Regions from separate parts of the Mus musculus genome. Here region 1 is linked to region 2. A link is a contact called in public Hi-C data. All regions are on one chromosome and are shown on one strand. Each heading gives the region's core, a stretch centred on a gene start, on an enhancer-like site or on the middle of the called end of the contact. The rest is flanking DNA. Distances are from core to core; before and after follow the strand shown.

Evidence for each region. A called contact is a pair of places that touch in the nucleus more often than the background predicts.
Region 1: a Hi-C map of liver shows a contact between it and region 2, with 2.9 times the contacts expected there. The contact joins two enhancer-like sites. A contact is called at or near these places in 1 of 484 Hi-C or Micro-C datasets (liver) and 2 of 9 other capture datasets (liver and pancreatic islet).

The regions. Positions count from the first base shown.
Region 1 is chr8:22,694,792-22,698,776 of GRCm38.p6, reverse strand. It overlaps Ikbkb (inhibitor of kappaB kinase beta), which reads left to right. Exons shown (of 22, transcript NM_001159774.1): 3 at 3,520-3,614. Among named protein-coding and RNA genes, the nearest start is that of Ikbkb, 9.8 kb to the left of the region's middle. Within about 2 kb of position 2,341, at least 12 of the 459 cell types and tissues checked have an H3K27ac peak or open chromatin away from gene starts, as enhancers often do. A contact at or near this core is called in liver, where this site is marked.
Region 2 is chr8:22,511,740-22,515,405 of GRCm38.p6, reverse strand. The region is part of intron 1 of Slc20a2 (solute carrier family 20, member 2); the gene reads right to left. Among named protein-coding and RNA genes, the nearest start is that of Smim19, 37 kb to the right of the region's middle. Within about 2 kb of position 2,010, at least 9 of the 459 cell types and tissues checked have an H3K27ac peak or open chromatin away from gene starts, as enhancers often do. A contact at or near this core is called in liver, where this site is marked.

The sequences.
Region 1 (3,985 bases), core at 1,092-3,591, 180 kb before region 2:
TATTTTTAATGGTAATAATAACCTTTACTCAAGTGAATAAAACTCACCTTCCAACCATTTGAGAAATAATTTAATATAGATTTTTCTTAGGTGGCCGTGTTTCTCTTAAATATATTATTAATGTGTTCTTTGACAATTTTGTACATGTACATAATATTTTTGGATCATGTTCATCCCATTACCCTCTCTTATCCCTCTTCACTAAAACCCTTCTTGTTCTCACATCCCCCTACCTTCGTATCTTGCAGGTATGTGTGACCCATTGGGCTTAATTAAGGTTGCCTATATGAGCCTGGGCGGGGTGTTAGGCTGATTGACTTGTAAGGCAGAGATCAAGGCTCTGGTCATTTCAGACAGGCACTTTCTCTCACTTAAAGACATGTCTTCCACTGTGCCGTCACAAAGGTCTCTACATGATAGCATCTCACCGTGGCTGCCTGCAACCCCATCAGCTTCTCCGCAGCCCCACCTCTCAATGCTGTTACAAAAGTAATTACGTTTCAACACTCTAACCTCAGCATTCAACATCAGTGGGGTTTGCTGTTGACGAATCCACCCTAGAACTGGGCAAGAAAATATTTGAGTCCCAGCACTGACAGGAAGTGAAACTGAGGACGGTTCCAGTCGGCTTGAGAGGAGGGAGACTCGTTGGAAGCTCAAGATCTCGAAGCACGGTGTTTTCCAGGCTGTGGCTTCTGAGAATGTCCGTCCATTAGAGGAATGTTTTTCTAGTATGGTCGCTCACTCTTGAAGACCAGAGATGGACTTCTCCCTGGGTTCTGCTGTGTTCAGCAGCCATAGTGGATATAGTGTGGAAAGGAAATCAGCTCTTCAGAGAGAGCCTCAGAATCCAGGCCAAAACCAGGATTCTTTTTTTTTTTTTTTCATTTTTATTAGGTATTTAGCTCATTTACATTTCCAATGCTATACCAAAAGTCCCCCATACCCACCCACCCCCACTCCCCTACCCACCCACTCCCCAAAACCAGGATTCTAACAGACAAAGAAAAGGAGAGAATGATGGTGGGGCAGACCCCAGTTAATGATACCTCCTCCCGTGGGCGGCCATGAGGAGGCTGTTGAGGTCACAAGAGTGGACCCGTAGCCGCAGTGTGAGTGAACTGTGGCTTTAAGCGAGAGCGTCTGTGTAAAATTTCACACATGTGACTTGTTTTACACGGAATGTCCAGAGCATGTAAATCCACACAGACAGAAAGTAGATGTGTGTTGTCTAGGGGTTGTAAAGACGCCAGGGACGATGGGAAGTGGGTGGGGTTTGTGGGTGGAGACCCTGCTCCAGCATCAGCTGTGATTTTGGTTGTATACTTAGAATAGACCAGAAAACTAGGCATGGACGTAAGTGCATCTTAGACAGCTTAAGCAGTAGTTCTCGATTAAAAACACATCCTGAGAACATTTTAGAGGTTTTGTTATATTTGTGCTCCGGCATTAGAATGGTGATGACCACCCTCATTTCTGAAGTTGTCAGTCTTAATCATCCATTTCAGGGTGGATTTCTTAATCATTGATCACATTAGATAACTCCTCCTGGTGTTTGGAGCGTTCTCTTACCAGCGTTTCCCAAGCAGCAGCAGGAGTTTTGGGTGACCGTGAGGCAGTGATCCTGTCGGATGCTGATGACAGCCGCCTGCTTGTCTTGCCAGGGTCCTGTGCGTGTTGGTTTAACTCATTACTGTACGAATCACACACTTTAAAGTTTTAGGATTCTTTTTATAGAATGTACAAGTGCGGAAATGGTCTATGGGGCCTCTAGGACTTCTTTCATGGGGCCAACAGTATTATCTGTGCTGATTAAAGTTGATTTTAAAGGTCTTTAGAGGTTTTAGTCTTTTGCCTTTTACCTATAGAAGCAGAAATCTTGTTTTGTATGGAAAATAACCCACCATCAGTTTTGAATATGTGAAGTGTTTTTTGTTTTTGTTTTTAAGTTTGTAGCAAGCAGAAATGAAAAAATAAATAGCCAACAGCTAAATAGCCAACAGTAGACAGGTAAACAGCAGAGCAGCTTCAAGATAGGCGCCTACACCATCCAGAGAGAGCGATCAGGAGTAGTCCAACTGGCAGCGAATACTGAAGCTTCCTCAGATAGGTGCTTACGCCATCCATCAGAAATCCCCTGGGGAAGCCCTTGCTGAGTTCCCAGATGAGAGCTCTCCAGACAGAATAGAGCATGCTCTCCATGGATGAACTTCTGCCTTCCTGTTCTTGCTACAGGTATTTTTTATACCGTGCAAAACACCGCAGTAAGCTCTGTTGGGAGGCTTTATCCCTAGCTGTTCTCAGTGGCGTCACCGTGAACAGGGACGCTGATACTACTGTCCAAAGTCGAGGCTGCCCTGGTGGTTCCAGGACACCTGACACCAGGGCTTCTCTCTGCTGCCACTGCCCAACCCACAGCTCAGAACCCTCCTCTCCTACGTGTTCCCATGGTCTCCTTTTTGTACCAGCAAAGAGATGCCTGTTAACCTCAGGAGCCAGTCATAAGTCACAAAATACTGACTCTTTCAGTAAAAAACCCACACAGTGTGGTTAAGGGTGTAATTTGGTTGGTAGAGTGCTTATCCAGTGTTCACAAAGCCCTAGGTTTGATCCCCAGCGCCATATAAAGTGGGCGTGGTGGTCCATGCACACCTGTAATCTTAGCATATGGTAAGATGCGTCAGGAGGATCAGAAATCCAGTGTCATCCTTGTAGCCATAGTGAATATCAGTCTAGGCTTGGATCCATTAGACCATTCTACAGTAAATAAGGATGTAAATAAATAATGAAAGCAGGCTTTGGAAGAGTATATGCCATACTCTCAGGACTGTGCTCTTGTGAATTGTCAGGCACTTGCTATGGGCTTTCTATCTGTATGATATAGCTACATCTCTGTCCTCATTACAGCCCTGAGCTGTGGCAGGTCAGTATTCCTGTTGCATAAGTGAAGACACAGTCTGTATGTAGTTTGCTCCAAGGATACACAGCTGGTGAAAGAGAGTTGGAACCTGAGCTGTTCTGTGTCTCATTGACTACACTATGTTTGTCTTCTCTCCAAAGAGAAAGGAAAAAACAAAAAACCTCTTACATGAAACAAGGGAGACACTCACTGGGCCAGTAGTTGAATCAATCACACGGAAGCGCCACTTTTATATGTGAAACAGGCCAATCACCAGCAGCGCTGGATGGCTTAACCTGGCATTATTACCACGGCAACAGTTAGCGTGTGCAGAGAGAAGTAGAAGCCCCGGACAGGGGTGTGCTACAGGGGGGCAGGGGTGTGGAGGAGGCAGCGACAGAGCAAGATGTGAAGAATTTGTGCCCCCTCGATGGATAGATGCAGCGGGAAGATGGGCAAACTGTGATGTGGGGGTGGTGAGGAGGGCAGACAGACAGACAGACAGGCAGGCCAGCCAGGTGTCCAGGTGTTCTGCAGGATGCCTGTATGGCACTGGGGTTCTGCGGTGGTCATAGGTCTGGTTGTCCATCGCTCTGACGTCCAGCGTGCCCTCTCTGTAGGCGACAGGTGAACAGATCGCCATCAAGCAATGCCGACAGGAGCTCAGCCCAAAGAACAGAGACCGCTGGTGCCTCGAAATCCAGATCATGAGAAGGTGAGGGGCCTGGGCCCACAGCGGGGGCGGGGGAGGGGTCATTTCCACAGCCCTGTGACCCGGGAATGAATAGCATAGAAAAGAGCCCCGCAGTGTCTTCTGTCAGCACAGTGCCCACATTATTTAGATAGGTCGCTGTCCTGGAGGCTTCTAGAGGAGTAACATTTAAGCACTACATTGAGCTATGTGGTCAGTTTGTTGCGTTAAACGTAAGACAGCCATCTTACCTAGGCGTGGTGTTGTGCTTCTATAGGACAAGGAAGAAGGCTTGGGAGGTTGAAGACAGGAGGAATAGTTGAGCCCAGGAATTTGAGACCAGCATAGACAACCTAACACACTGTATCAGACATTGCTTAATTAATAAGTTAATT
Region 2 (3,666 bases), core at 761-3,260:
CTACTGCACTTGCAAAGAATTCTCTTATCAAATTTTAAACAACTATTCATTGCACCTCAGGGTAGCACATGTAGCTGTGTTTCCAGACACAGGTGGGTTCTGGAACTGTCCGCAGTGATGCTCCTAGCGGCATCAGAATGACTGGGGGGAAGCAGTACTCTCTGAAACTGCTGGGGCTCTTGGTACGCACTGGTGAGACAGGCCCAGACAAGGATCATCACGTTGGCAATAGTGTCTAGGCAGCTTTAGCCCTGTCGCTTGGCTGTTTCCTGAGGTCCACAGCACATGGTTCCACCACTTCTTACTGTAATCGTTACCCTGAACGATGGTGCTCTGCCAAATTTAAATGGATAACCTAATAACAGAACTACTGTTTTGTCTGGTTTAAAATACGTTGGGTCCCACCTTCTTTCTCTTGTACTGAATGTGACATCTCGGACTATGTGAGGTGGGACTGGAGTTGTAGCCATGAGTCAGACTCTTGCTAACCACCTCTAGTGGGGCACAGGTAACAGGGTTACACTTGATCAGTCCCGCCGCACACCCATCTGTGTCGCTACGGTAGGCTTCTTCTCAGGGGTCAGCGAAGCGCATGCCTTAAAAAGTAGGTCAAGAATTTGAAGGAGCGCGAGGAGAGGAATTTGGGAGGATTTGGAAGGAGAAAAGACAAGGGGAAATACTGTAATTAAATTTTAACCTCAAATATAAAAAAATTTAAAAGTAGGTCAAATTTTTGATGATGAAAATAATATGTACTTATAGAAAAGAGAACAACGAAGACTGTTTCTAGCTCGCTACTTATCACTAAAGTTTGTGCTCAGCCTGCTTTGTCCGCTGGCTGAGACCCTACTTACATAAGCTTCCAATAGTTGTCTAGACAGACTCCAATCTGTATAACCATAGAGGTTAGCTGCAGGGAGTAGGGCTGCGGGAGGCTCGCCCAAGGAAGGGGGAACGGAACATACAGTTAAGGTGGGGGTGGGCGGGAACTGAAGCAGGGGAGTCAATCAGGGAAGGCGGGCACTAAGGGAGGGATATAAAAAGGGACAGGTAGCACAACAGGCTATCTGGGGGCCATGTGGAAACCTACCCCAGTAGAAGCTTCTTAAAAAAAAAAAAAAAATATATATATATATATATATATAACATAAATGAAATCTCAAAAATAGGGGAGACAAAACCACAACTAGACATCTCTCATCCCCTACCTCCAAGTAAAACCTCCAGTGACAGAAAGCTGTTGGCCAAAGAAACCCCTAAACAACTCGAGCAATTGCCAAAATTATTGGTCGTTCCCCATAAACTGATGGTAAGGCCCATCACTGAAGATAACAATTACATATCTCATTGAACACAAAGTAACACTGGTGCCTAACTAGAACCTTCACCCCACCCCCACCCCACCCCTCACCCCCACCCCTCACCCCTGCTGTCGCCTGGTGTCCATGGTGCTGCAAAGTACTCTGCATGCTGCCGGAGGAGAAGGGTAAACATTAAACCAACTACAAACTCTTCAGTCTACAACAGTGACCTGCCTGCACGATACACGGGTCCAATGGTGGCACAAACGCTGTAGGAGTGACCAACCACTGTCTGCTTGAAGTGATTTAAGACACACCTCATGAAACAGAACCCATGTCTGGCACTGCTCAAGTGGCTGAGAACCTGAGACTAGCTAAGTCATAGACCTAGAGGAAACCCAAACACTAGTGTTTTGCTAAAGATACATTGTAATAAAATGACTGCAAGTGACATTCTGCCACAGCCAGAGATCAGAGTCTCACTCAGCAGCCATCAGAGCAGCTTCCTCTGGAAGCAGGTGTAACTAACACCGTGACCCACAACTGGACAATATGCAGAGAGTGAGTGGCCTTGGAGCACTCAATCCTAAATGCAACATTGTCTTCAAACCTCTCCCACCTCAGGGATCTGTGTGGAAGAGGAGGCAGAAAGATTCTAAGAGCCAGAGTGGATGGGTGATACCAGGAAAAGAAGGTCCTCTGAATCAGCTGAACAAGGCACATATGACTCAACTCACAGCAGCAAGAACAGAGCCTTCACAGGCTCCCGTCCCTAACCAACTGCAAACCACTAGCACAGGAAAAATTACGTTTTCTCCAATGGAGTCTCACTGGGTATATAAGCCCATGCCCCAAAGTAAAAGGCCAATACACCAACACAAAAGAACCAACAGAAAAGAATGATGGTGTTTTTTTTATAGATTTCTTTCTGTAGTGCTTTGTTTTGACATTTTAAAAAATCTTACTAATTTTGCTTGTGTGTTATTTTCTGTTGTGTGAGTGTGTTTCTTCAGCTTGTTCCTTATTTTAAAACAATCTTTGTTTTCTATAAAGAGAGAAGGCATGGAGCTGGGTAGATGGGAGGTGGGGAGGATCTGGGAGGTGAAACCACGGATCTGAATCTACTGAATGAAAAAGTATCTTCAATTAGAAACGTTGACTAGAGAGAAGGACTGCTTACATGTGGTATATAGCATTCTGTTCCCAGACACATATGTAGACATGTTTTCTAGATAAAACGGGACCGACGGCCATGTGAACTCATAGAGACTGTGGCAGTATTACTGCATAGCGCCTGTGCAGGTTCAAGCCAGAAAGGGCAAAGGCATCACTAACTTAAGATGCATTTACACGACCTGCAAAATAAAGTCGGGGTCAGTGTGGGGTACTGTTAGGAGTCACCTGTATAGGAACAGGGTCATAAATAAACAATATTTTATAACCTAATTTAGTCACTACACATAGAATATCACCATTTCAAATGTTATACAGTTTTGCACTACTGTGAGTTACTATAGATCAACCTTTATATTTTTGGCAGAATTTTATTGAATTAAGAGGTAATTCTTACATTTTCTATTAATAAATGAAAAGCTTGCCCCGAGCCTCTATGTCCCGCTCTAAGTCCTTGCTTCTCCCCAGACTCTGTGTCCCGCTCTAAGTTCTTGCTTCTCCCCAGACTCTGTGTCCCGCTCTAAGTTCTTGCTTCTCCCCAGACTCTGTGTCCCGCTCTAAGGCCTTGCTTCTCCCCAGGCTCTATGTCCCACTCTAAGGCCTTGCTTCTCCCCAGACTCTGTGTCCTGCTCTAAGGCCTTGCTTCTCCCCAGACTCTGTGTCCCGCTCTAAGGCCTTTAGAAACAACTACATGGAAGGAGGCAGGGCTTGCTATTCCAAGCCACACTGTTACTTCTAATGGCACATCATGAACTGGCTTTGAACTGGTTTTTGAAACAACTTTATTTTTCCAAGAAAGAAATTCCAAAGAAGAATGCCTATTCAGTAGCCCCTCTTTGTACAGATGAAAATAGCCTTGTTTTGAGGGAGGCATGATTGGACCAGATCTGGAGACACACTTCATAATCATATGCTATACTCTGAGCCCCTCGTTCCAATAACAGCCTTTTGAGTTCTATCATTAAGAAGTTAATGATATATTTGGATTTTTTAAACATACTGGGTATGCAGTTGAGATTTTGTGTGTTTAAAGGAGACAGCTAAGACTCATGCAGGATTCTAGAAATCAGTTCTTTATGACTTCTGGATTGGTGAGCGACCACCATGCTCCCAGGGTTTCAAATATTCTGAAACTGACACAGATGTACCAAACGAAACCAAACTTTTGCAGCCTGGTGCCTGAGGCTTTCCC